Regions from separate parts of the Mus musculus genome. Here regions 2 and 3 are each linked to region 1. A link is a contact called in public Hi-C and promoter capture Hi-C data. All regions are on one chromosome and are shown on one strand. The core of a region is the stretch at or near the end of the contact, and the rest is flanking DNA. Distances in the headings are between cores, read along the strand shown.

Region 1 (3,702 bases), core at 174-2,673:
ATCGGCATCACAAACAATCCAACCAGCAAATCTGCTATCGCCAAGGACATTAAAAAGTAGTTGGTAGCGTACTGCAGCCTTTTCTCCAGTGCAACAGCCAGAATCACAAGGATGTTCCCACCAATGGTGGGTATTATCACCGCGAGTATCAGGAGAGCTGCCCAGTGCACTGTATGCCCCTGTCCCTCCACAGTCTGCTTCATTTCCTCTGCTACTGAGTCTGTCTCTAATCCAGAACGGTTAGTCAGGATCAGGTGATCACATGTCTTCTGTAAAATGTGCTCAGAAGTTGTGCTTTGTTCAGACATTTTATAAGATGAAGCCATTCGCCTTTTGGTGACTCAGTCCAGTTCCAGACAGTGGTCAGCATGGTCAGTAGCTAAGCAAGTCATCTGCTTTAGCAAAGCATTTAGCAAACCTACCAGACACTCACAGCCAAGGTGACTTCTTCCTTCTAAAAAGATTCAGGCTCTCGAAGATGGGACTGTGTACACGTCTGTCCGTGTTTGCAGGTAAGACATCCACATTTTAGATTTTCTAGAGGCTTAGATTCCAGAAGACTTGATGAAAGACACCAATAGATGTGGATGAAAAATGTTAGTTTATCATTTCTTTTTTTCTATAATTTTAAGACATGAATTTATCAGAGTTTCCTTCTAGATACAGAGGTAGTTATTTCTAAAAAGCAGTAAAAAAACACTAGAGCTTCCCCCTCCCGTTTTGATAGGACGGTATGTATTGTGACAGTGCAGCCAGTGCCCCCAGAGTTGATAATAGAGACGATAGCGCATTACGTGGTATCTGGCCCTTGGATACCTTGTCCCTTAACTTTAGAAAGCATTCAGAATAGTGGCCCACCAGTAAGAGGCAAGCCCACCTATGAGTAAAGAATTTACCAGCTAAGAACCTGAATGAGTGTTGATTTAAAAGCTTGTTTGTAACTCATTTTATAATTCTTAAAATAATTTCTTAAGTTGGAGAGAAAGTAGTACAAAGTATCACTAGCCAAATACTTGCTTTTAGTAGTAATCACTTCTTTCCACAAGATTTTAAATGTAATCAAATCAGTCTGCCAACTTTGAACCAGTTCTTTTTAAGTTCTTAAGTCTTCTTTACTTTCCCAGTTCCCTTGAGAAGCACTTTAAGAGGAAGATTATGTTATTTGTTCATTACACTGACAACTCCCATATTAAATTTGCCTTCATATTTATAATTTTTAAACCACTGAATAGATACAAAGGAATGTGGAAGCAGAGCTCCTGAAGATTAAAATGGGAACAACAAAAACCTGCTAGTTGCATATGAATTTGCTAAATACTCACCGCTTGTCTTCTGTGGCTTCCTAAGCCAGCCGTCCTGTGTCTGTTCAGTTGGACTCCCTCTCCTGGCAGATCCTCCCCCACTGACTTGCTCTGAGTCTTAGCGGCTGGTGCTCGTAAGCAGTGTAACAAATGTGTTGTGCAGCTGTCTGCCTGCCAGAGAGGTTGTTTCCTCTTTGATACTGTCATTATTAGAATATAGCTATAGTCATTGTAATTCATAAAACTCCTCGTTAATCGTGTTCCAACCAGTTCATGACCTGATTCAAGTTCTATTCTTATGTGTTCTCTTTGATATTTAGAGGGTAAACTCTAAACTTTAGCATAAGATGATTTTATTTGGAATGAGGCCTAGGCTGTTTTTCCCTTTTGAGAAAAGAAGATAAAATGGAGAGTCTCCTCCATTAGCTGTATAGCAGTTCACACACTTGGGATTTTTACCTGTGAGACAATATTTTCATCCAGCTAATGCCTTTGCTGTGGAGTGCAATAAATTTACTCATGTCACAGCCTTATATAGAAAAGCACAGAAAAAGCTGCATGCTGCTTGTATACATAGATTTTTGGCAGAAACTTTGTCACTGTTCATTTTTAAACAGCATCTGAATTTGGAAGCTGGTTCATTGGCAACTTCTTTTCCAGTGATTTTTAATTGGGAAAAGTGTATAATGTGAAGTAAAAATCTATTTCTGCCCTATTTCTGAAAAATAATGTATAAATCTTACCATGTATGCTCTTGAGATTTTCTCTAAACTATAAACCTGGCTTAACATTAAAGCTACAGCAGGGCAGTGGTGTCACAGCACTTAGGAGGTAGAGGCAGGCAGATCTATCTGAGTTCAAGGACACCCTGTTCTACAGAACCAGTCCTGACACAGCCAGCACTACACAGAGAAACAAAACAAGACAAAAAAAAAGCCTCTAGTATTCTCAGTGTTTCCTTTTTAAAGGGTCTTCACAGGTCTCTCAGAGTTTAATTGCTTCTTTACGTAACTGATGGGATTTGTGTGTTTCTTATTAAGCATATTCATACATATGCATAAGGCATTCCATCATGTTTCACATCCTCTTGACCTCCCTTGTCCTCCTTCTCATCGCTGCCAGCCCTCTTCTACTTTCCTGGGTTGAATCTTTGCATCAGTGTCCCGGCAGGCTGTTTTATTAGCTTATTTACAGACCATGGACACAGTAGCAGTGAGGGTACCACGGAAGAAAATGGCTTTCTCTTCTCCATCAACCATTAGCTCAGGATAATCCTCAAGATCTATTTATTTTCTTTCTTCTTTTTCTTCCTTCTTTTGGGTCATCATTCCTGTTTGATTTCTCATAGTACTTTTGTTGATTGCATTTCCTAAAATTCTTAAATTTTTGTTAACATCTTATTTGGTTTTTGCATGCGTGATGTGGGGAAGGGTGTGTATGGCTCAGCACACTGTGTGGTCAGAAGACAGTTTGCATGTGTGTCCCAATGATTAAACTCAGAAAGTCAGGCTTGGCAACAGGTTTCTTACCTGCTAAGTCATCTCACCAACCCCTATTTCCGATACCTGATTAATTGTTCTACAAGTTTCATAATACTCAGATTCAGTTTCTTTCTACTCATTTATTTTCTATTTCCTATTGAGAGCTAAGGCTGGTGGTTTGCATAAGGTCTGATTGATTTCAAGATGTTGATTGATAATCATGTTGAGATCTCTTGATTCTTTGTAAATTGCAAAACGGTTATACAATTTTTTAAAAGATTTATTCATTATTTTATGTATGTGAGTGTACTGTAGCTGTCTTCAGACACCAGAAGAGAGCATTGGATCCCATTACAGATGGTTGTGAGCTACCATATTGTTGCTAGGAATTGAACTCAGGACCTTTAGAAGAGCAGTCAGTGCTCTTGACCGCTGAACCATCTCTCCAGCCCCATGGTTATATAATTTTATCATGACTTCATTTACTATTACTTTAAATCATTACATGCACATATGTGTGAGCAAAGATTACTGTTAAGAGTTTTGCTTTCAGTGTGTTTTGCATTGCAGTCTCTGCTTAGATGCTTGTTGGTCCATCTAGAGCTGTCTGCTGAAACATTGACAAACCTACAAAGAGCTTATAGCTTTATTATACTCCTCAAAAGAGATTAAATGCCTAAACTAGTTTATTATAGGCTGTCTTTCCTTGTCCAAATACTTGTGTTTTCTAAAGAATGTGTCAGAGCTGGAATGTTACTAGACTAAAACTTAACAGGATTTTGTTTTTTTAAGGCTTTTGCATTTCCAGCCCTCACTACCAATTTCTGCTTAACTGCAGTCAACTGTAAGCCCTGTAACAGAGTTTGTGTTCCAAGCAAAATTGTTTTTTCTAAGTCTCATAAAATAATGCCATTTGAGAA
Region 2 (3,793 bases), core at 429-2,928, 190 kb after region 1:
AAATGCCACACTGGGATGAAGGGTGAATCAGAGGCCAAGAGGGCTGGTCTCCCCCAAGGCACCTTGTGGAGAGCTGAGACAGAGCACCTGCTCTTCCCCAAAGTCACACTTACAGGGCAAAAAGAGAGACGCCCAAAGCCTGGGTGTGCCAGCTGTGTTGGCACATTTATAACCCCCATCGTTCAGAAGGCTAAGGCAAAGTGATCTGGAGTTCAAGGCCAGCCTGAACTGCATGCCAAGACCCTGATTCAAAACAAACCACAATATCCTGGGTGAAATAGCAGAGACAGGGATAGGTAGCCAGTACCAAGCTAAGACAACCAGGACTGAAGACTGAGGACCGGTGTGACCTGGGACTAGTGGGACTGCAGTGACTCCTAGGGGCAGGCAGCCAGGCCTGTGAGACTTACACTTCAGGCCAGGGCTTCTTGAGGACTTAAAAGGGGCATTGTCCCAGGATTCTCCTCTGAATTTTTCATCTGAAGGCCCTTCATCATTTCCGACTGGAGCTTACAAATTCCAGAAAATTCCACTATTTGTTTAAGCACACACCCGAGCCTAAGGATCGCTAAGGGAAGGACAAAAGTAATCTTCACCCTTAGGACTCCCTGGGACTTTCTGTCTCCCTGTATTCCCTGGGAGAGGAACAGCATTGCAGAAAGGTATTGAGTTCCCCAGTCCTACTATCTGATAGAAATGCCTGAGCCGGGACTCAGGGACCACCTCCTGAGCCAGGCAGACCTCCTGGGTTTGAATAGTAAGGTTGTGACTTCATCTAAGGGTGTGTGTCCCTGACTCTAACTCCTGGTAAGATAGGAACAAACCATAGCACACGTCTCCAGAACCAAGTGAGCCACTGATGCCGGGGACCTAGAACCAGGCTTGACAGATAGGAAGTGCTGGAATGTAAAAAGTCCTGTGGGTATTTCTGAAGCGACCCCAGACCCCCAGACATCTGGATGACAGAAGGACCAGTAAGCAGCCTTATCTACCAGAAATGTTCCCAAGTCACCCAGAGGAGGCATCAAGGTGTCCCCTCCCTCCCTGTACTGTGATTGTGGTGTGTAGCCCACTCCCAAGAGAAAATGGTGCTCACACCGCAGAATAATAAAAACCTGGAGACAAAAAAAAAAAAAAAGTGGGGGTGCGGTTAAGTGAAGGATTTGTTGGCAATACAAGAAGGAGGTTTTTGTTTGTTTTGAGACAAGAGTCTCATTAGGGAGACCTTGCTGGCCGGGAACTCACCATGTAGACCAGGCTGGCCTTAAACTCGCAGAAATCCACCAACTGGGATTAAAAGCACATGCGAACACGCTAGCAAAAGAATGGACTTTTTGCAGAGGATAATAAGCCTTCTCACTGGGGGGTGGTAATGCAGAAAGAGTGGGAAACCCAGAGCTGGATTGACCTGAGCTGGCTGGGGGTCTAACACAGGCAACCCAGCATCATCTTCTCTTGAGATCGCCGCCCAGGCCTAAGCGAGCCCGGGAAGAAGAAAAGTAGACAGGGCAGAGATAAGGTAACTTTAGGGAAACAGCCTTTATCCACCTCCCTCCACTCTACACACCCAGGGCTACTCCAGAAGGAAGCAACCAGGCCGCTAGGCGCCGGGTGGGCGTGGAGGTGGGCGGTGTCCGACGTCCCCACGTGTCCCGAAGGAGGCGAGGCGGGCGACCCCGTGAAGGCCCAGCAGCGGGGAAGTCGCCGCCTCAGGATGTTGGCGATCTTCAAGGTCTCTGAGATTCTGGCTCTTCCCTTCGCGTTCCCGTGGGGCGTGCCTCTGAGGTGGCCAGGGCTGAACGGAGTTGCTGTCCCCACAGTGAGCCGGGGCACAAAGGGTTAACCTACCTGGGCCACCGCCCCTGAGGCCCCTCCTCCAGCCGCAGGGAAAAAAAGAAAGTCTCAGCGGGGGTGCGGCTCGGCCTCGTCCCGCTGTCCCCAGCCGCGGCGCTCAGAGCTGTGATCCGTGCGCCCCGCTCAGCTGCCCTGGACCGGGCCGCCATGTCTCTGTGGTGAGTCGGGGTCCCGGTGGGGCGCAGAGTACCTCCGAGCTTCACCTCCTCCCGGGGCCGCAGACTGCAAGGGATGCACGCTAGGTGTCCTGAGGCCGACCCCAGTTTCCCCGGGCAGCGAGGGTGGCGGGAGATGCGGAGCAGGGCGCGCCGCCGGAGCGGCAGATGGGATGTGGGAGATGCGAGGCGCACGCTTGGCTCTGCGGCCACGACTCCGGCAGCCTGTATGCAACGTCTCTCTAGCCTTGGGGTTTCACTAGCAGACACACACACACCCGACCCCTCCGGTCCCTCTTCCCTCCTGTGGCCTCTTCTCCGGACCGCCTCGACCCTTCTCCTTCCCCGGCTTTGCTCTTACTAATGGAGTGGATTGGTATGTGCGAGCCAGGGCCCTGAGGCTGGTTCTTACCCGGACTCCGGAGCTACGACGTGGAGCTTCTTTAGAACCCTGAGGACTGGAGTACTGGGTTCAGAATTCTCTTACTTCCATTCCCAGCAGCGCGCCTCCAGTCATTTCTGTCTTTCTCCATCCAACCTGGTAACCAGGAAGTCATGGGGCTCTTGAGGAAAGCTCGATGAATGTGGGTAGGAGGACTTAACATTCACTCACCCTGCGCCTCCGCAGGCTTAAAACCTGGCGTTATCTACTACGTGCTTCGTGGGCCCCTGGCTCTTGTACCTCCCAGACTTGGAGGTGAGAACCATCTCTCTGCTGGCCCAGTCCTGGAAAGTCATGAGTCTCCCAGTGTGAGCTAAGGAGGGAAGGTTCTTGGGGAAGGGGGCACAGGCAGGATCATTCCTGAGAAGAGCTAGGATTTCTGCCTCTGAAAAGGGTGTGCTGGGCTTACTTGACCAGGTAGGGGCCCCGGAAAGTGGGTTTTCGTCCCCAGGACTGAAGGGCTAGGCACCTCATTGCTTTGTGTAGAATATAAAGGTAAGGATAAGGAGTCGTGATGGGATCTGTCCACTTCCCTTCGAGACTTCCCAATTAGAGCAAGAAAGGCTCGCTTCTGTTGAGTCAGTGGGGGCTGCTAACCCACTCCCCACTGCAGCCCACAAGGAGACTCCCCAAAAGCTGCAACAAGGATACTGTCTTTTTCCCTTAGAGTGACTGGTTCAAAGTGATACTGCTGTCCACATATGTATGTGAACTAAAAATAAAAACCAGAGCTCAGGGGATGGACAGTGGTCTCTTTTCCTGGCAAAATGACAGCATTTCACTGGGTTCATGCCTGGTACTTTATCCTGTGTTCTGTCCCATTTTGGGGGAACTTAAGGGGTTAAATGGCCCCCTTCCCAAAATTGTTGTTGGGTTTGGGACCCCAGTAGCTGAATACACAGTGCTTCTTGAGTTGGGCAGTTAGCATGAGAAAAGCAGCAGGTTCCTCTGACCTTCCAGGAAGTAGAGTCCACTGGCCCATCTATGGGCCCCTAATCCTCAGGAGGAGTATGAGTGCCAGCTCACCTTCCTCTCTGCTGCTCCCCTTTAGGAAGAAAACCCTCTACAAGAGTGTATGCCTGGCTCTGGCCCTCCTTGTGGCTGTCACCGTTTTCCAGCGCAGTGTGACCCCTGGTCAATTCCTTCAGGATCCTTTACCGCCCACGCCGGGGCCAGCCAAAACTGGAAATCTGGTCAACCCCAACAGCTTCTGGAAGAGTTCAAAGGATGTAGCGGCTCCCACTCCCACAGTTCCTCGGGGACCCCAGGTCTGGGATGTGATCACCACTAACTGCTCTATCAACATCAACCTGACCCATCAGCCCTGGTTCCAGAGTCTGGA
Region 3 (3,994 bases), core at 1,085-3,584, 230 kb after region 1:
CCGACCTTTGCCTTCCAAGTGCTGGGATTAAAGGTGTGCCAGCAGAGGATGTGGGGACCCCCGAGACTGTAGTTACAGATGGTTGTGAACCATATGAGTGTTGGGAATAAAACCTGGATTCTCTGGAAAAATAGCCATCTCTCCAATCCCTGGTTTTCCTTCCTTTCTTCCTTTATTTTTATTTTACGTGCATTGGTATTTTGCCTGCATATATGTCTGTGTGAGGGTGTCAGATCTTGGAGTCATAGACAATTGTGAGCCATTGCCATGTGGGTGATAGAAATTGAACCTGGGCCGGGCGATGCTGGCACACGCCTTTAATCCCAGCACTTGGGAGACAGAGGCAGGCAGATTTCTGAGTTAGAAGGCCATCCTGGTCTACAAAGTGAGTTCCAGGACAGCCAGGGCTATACAGAGAAACCCTGTCTCGAAAAACCAAACCAACCAAACAAACAAACAAAAAATTAAACCTGGATCCTCTGGGAAAGTAGATAGTGCTCTTAACAGCTGAGCCATCTCTCCAGCCCCTCTTTCTTTCTTTTCGAGACAGGGTCTTACCATGTAACTTTGTCTGGCTTTGAATTTGCTATGTAGACCAGACTGGCCTCAATTTCAAAGAGATCTACTTGTTTCTGCCTCCTGAGTGCTGGAATTAATGGAGCAACCACCATGCCCAGTTTATCATCATCATCATCCACAATAGTAGTAGTAGTAGTAGTAGTAGTAGTAGTAGTAGTAGTAGTAGTAGTAGTAGTAATTATGTGTGTGTGCATGTGAGTGTGTGTGTGCCATATAGAGTGCATTGTGGAGAGTAAGGAGCATCTTTTGAGCACTTCTACTTTTTTTGTTTGTTTTTGGTTCTTGGAGACAAAGTTTCTCTGTGTGTAGCCCTGGCTGTCCTGAACTCACTCTGTAGACCAGGCTGGCCTTTAACTCAAAGATCTGCCTGCCTCTGCCTCCCAAGTGCTGGAACTGGGCTGGGATTGAAGGCAGGCACCACCACCACCCTGCAGCTTCCACCACCTAAGGCCCAGTCTCTGCCTCTGCGCTGTGTGCTCCAGGCTGACTGGCCCCGGCTTCTGGGCCGTGCTCACAGCTTCACCCCTCGTCTCTCAGGAGGTTCTGGGATATGTGTCACCTGCAATATGTGTCACCTGCAATATGTGTCACCGGATCCAGCTTTTTCTACCCCACATGGGTTCTGGGGATTGAACTTGGGTTGGCAAGATCTCGAAGCTGGCACTTTTACCCATGAGCCATGATGCCATCTTCCCAAACCAGAATTCACTTTTTTTCCTCTGCTCCCCTGACTTCAAAGCAAACACCATCTTCCAGGTTGACAGGAATTGTTTTGTCCTTTGGGTGGGGTTCTGCTCTCAAAACTTTCACAGGCTTTTTTTTTTTTTTTTTTTGGTTTTTGGTTTTTGGTTTTTGGTTTTTGGAGACAGGGTTTCTCTGTATAGCCCTGGCTGTCCTGGAACTCACTTTGTAGACCAGGCTGGCCTCAAACTTGGAAATCCGCCTGCCTCTGCCTCCTGAGTGCTGGGATTAAAGGTGTGTGCCACCACGCCTGGCTTCACAGGCTTTCTTAGATTCTATGAGCTACCCCTTTGGTCTCCAGGGCTGTTAAGACTAACTGTGAGAATGAATGAATGAATGAATGAATGAATGAATGAATACACTGTTAAGTCTCTGTGCTCAAGCCAAGAACTCTCTGTTAAACCCATTAACCTTACACTGTGAGGACCTGCTGTCTGGCTCCACTCTGCCTCTTTGGAAGACTCTATTTCCTTCTTTGGGAATACAATTTCTTTTTCTTCAGGATCGTTTGCCTTTGTGTGTGAGTGTGTGTGTGTGTGTGTGTGTGTGTGTGTGTGTGTGTGCCTCTGTGTGTGAGTGTGTGTGTGTGTGTGTGTGTGTGTGTAATCCAGGGCATGCTGGGCATGTGCATGAAGTGTTTCCAGCCCTGGTCATTTGCTCTTTACTTAATTTCATCATGCCCACCATGCAAAATTACACAGGAGTGCTGAGGCTGAACCTCAGTTGAGGGACTTTGTCTAGCAAGCCTGAAGTTATGCATAAGCCCTGTGAACGGGGCTTGGTGGCACACATCTGTTCAAGACCTTGGTCTCTGTCTTCTACAAAATAAATAGATACCCCTACCTGCTTATACTCTAGTCTGAATTCTGACCATAAATGTAAGTGCTATTACAAGATTGGGAGGGAGAGTGGAAACCAACTAGCCATACACTGGGATGAACAGAGAAAACTACTGCTGCTATCTGTCCCTGGTGTTCAATGAGCAGTTGAGAGCTTAGCAGGTTTCTGTAGTTCCAGGTCGCCCCCTAGTGGTCATCTGCTTTATAACCTCATCAGTAAGATCTCCCCATTGGTCTTTTTCGCCTAGAACCTCCCTGACTTTTTTCTGCAAATCTATAAACCCTTGAATCAATTCTCTTCCTATTCAAATACCTAGAGAGACAAGGTCCTTCCTGTGGGTGAAGTGTGGGGTCCCAGTAGCCCCAACGTTCCTGTCTCCAGGCCAAATTGAGAAGTTGTCCCTGAGGTAACCAGGTATGATGGTTGATTCTGAGTGTCTTGACTGGATTGATGGGAGGCCTAGATAGTAGACAAATTCATTTGAGTTGTGTGTAAGAGTGCTTCTGTAGGACCCTGGCTTATGAGTCTCATTGTAGAGCCCAGGCCATGCTTCTGCCTCCCCCTTCCAAGTGACTAAATTTAACAGGTATGCACAATCATACTCAATTTATGTCTGTCTGTGTTTAAAGACACCTTGCTAGGGTGGGAGGGGTAAAAATAAACTTACTGAGTATACTTTATTGGTTCCTTAGCATTGAACTTATGGCCAGAAACACCATGCTGAATTTTCCCTGGAAGTCATATCACAACTTTTTTGCATTAGTAACCCAACTCAGCTCTTTAGAACTGCATGTAGGGACCACATTCAACAGGGAGATTATCAATAAAAAGTACAACCTGTGAGCTGAAGAGATGGCTCAGCGGCTAAGAGCACTGGCTGCTCTTCCAGAGGCCCTGAGTTCAATTCCCAGCAACCACATGGTGGCTCACAACCATCTGTAATGAGATCCAATGCCCTCTTCTGGTGTGAAGACAGCTACAGTGTACTTATATACATAAAATAAGTAAATATGTCTTTTAAAAAAAAGTACAGCCGGGCATGGTGCTGCACGTCTTTAATACCAGCACTTGGGAGGCAGAGGCAGGCAGATTTCTGAGTTTGAGGCGGCCAGCCTGGTCTACAAAGTGAGTTCCAGGACAGCCAGGGCTATACAGAGAAACCCTGTCTTGAAAAACAAAAACAAAAATAAAAATAAAAACAAAAACAAAACAAAAAAAGTACAACCTGAAAAAAAAATGGGGACTAGAATTTTTAAAAACATAACTATTTATAGTATGAAAAAGGGAAATAGTAAGAGATCACTGTTGATAAACCAAAGATTTTGCCAGTCTGTATGCCTTTAAATGGCATATATATGCCTGTAAGTGGCATATACATATACACATATACATACATACACACACACACTGTATGTGTGCAGGTACCCATGGAGGCCAGAGGAGGATGTCAGAGCTCCTGGAACCGGAGTTAACAGGCAGCTGTGAGCCAACATATACATCCTGGAAATTGAACCTAGGTCCTAACAGCAAGTGCTCTTAACTACTGTGCCATCTCTCCAGCCCCTCAAGTCACAAAAAAAAATTTTTTTTAAGAAAAGGTTTTATTTATTTATTATATGTAAGTACACTGTAGCTGTCTTCAGATCTCATTATGGGTGGTTGTGAGCCACCAAGTGGTTAATAAGATTTGAACTCAGGACCTCCAGAAGATCAGTCAGTGCTCTTAACCACTGAGCCATCTCACCAGTCCCACAAAAATTTTTTTTAAAGATTTATTAAATCTTTAGTTTATTTAGCTGTCTTCAGACAGAAGAGGGCAATGGATCCCATTACA

What was found. A called contact is a pair of places that touch in the nucleus more often than the background predicts. Capture Hi-C pulls out chosen DNA fragments and counts their contacts.
Region 2: a promoter capture Hi-C map of liver shows a contact between it and region 1. The contact joins the promoter of B3gnt7 here to the promoter of Htr2b in region 1. A contact is called at or near these places in 5 of 39 promoter capture datasets (the C10 cell line, cranial neural crest, hematopoietic stem and progenitor cells and 2 more), 1 of 115 datasets of contacts at active chromatin or transcription factors (embryonic stem cells) and 3 of 9 other capture datasets (adipose tissue, liver and pancreatic islet).
Region 3: a contact with region 1 is called in a Hi-C map of bone marrow-derived macrophages, with 28 read pairs. The contact joins the enhancer-like site here to the promoter of Htr2b in region 1. A contact is called at or near these places in 23 of 39 promoter capture datasets (the 3T3-L1 cell line, the C10 cell line, the HPC-7 cell line and 13 more), 4 of 484 Hi-C or Micro-C datasets (bone marrow-derived dendritic cells, bone marrow-derived macrophages, embryonic fibroblasts and 1 more), 3 of 115 datasets of contacts at active chromatin or transcription factors (bone marrow-derived dendritic cells, bone marrow-derived macrophages and effector CD8 T cells) and 6 of 9 other capture datasets (adipose tissue, bone marrow-derived macrophages, embryonic stem cells and 3 more).

Annotation. Positions count from the first base shown.
Region 1 is chr1:86,110,557-86,114,258 of GRCm38.p6, forward strand. It overlaps Htr2b (5-hydroxytryptamine (serotonin) receptor 2B), which reads right to left and starts at 1,424. Exons shown (of 4, transcript NM_008311.3): 1 at 1,323-1,424; 2 at 1-560. The coding sequence starts at 326. The region is part of intron 16 of Psmd1 (proteasome (prosome, macropain) 26S subunit, non-ATPase, 1); the gene reads left to right.
Region 2 is chr1:86,301,543-86,305,335 of GRCm38.p6, forward strand. B3gnt7 (UDP-GlcNAc:betaGal beta-1,3-N-acetylglucosaminyltransferase 7) reads left to right here and starts at 1,679. Exons shown (of 2, transcript NM_145222.2): 1 at 1,679-2,012; 2 at 3,503-3,793. The coding sequence starts at 2,002. Gm28626 (predicted gene 28626) reads right to left here and starts at 2,518. Exons shown (of 2, transcript NR_151592.1): 1 at 2,422-2,518; 2 at 1,521-2,076. Gm16341 (a long non-coding RNA gene) reads right to left here and starts at 228. Exons shown (of 3, transcript XR_387210.3): 1 at 1-228.
Region 3 is chr1:86,337,282-86,341,275 of GRCm38.p6, forward strand. No RefSeq gene overlaps it. Among named protein-coding and RNA genes, the nearest start is that of Snora75, 12 kb to the right of the region's middle. Within about 2 kb of position 2,335, at least 5 of the 459 cell types and tissues checked have an H3K27ac peak or open chromatin away from gene starts, as enhancers often do. A contact at or near this core is called in bone marrow-derived macrophages, where this site is marked.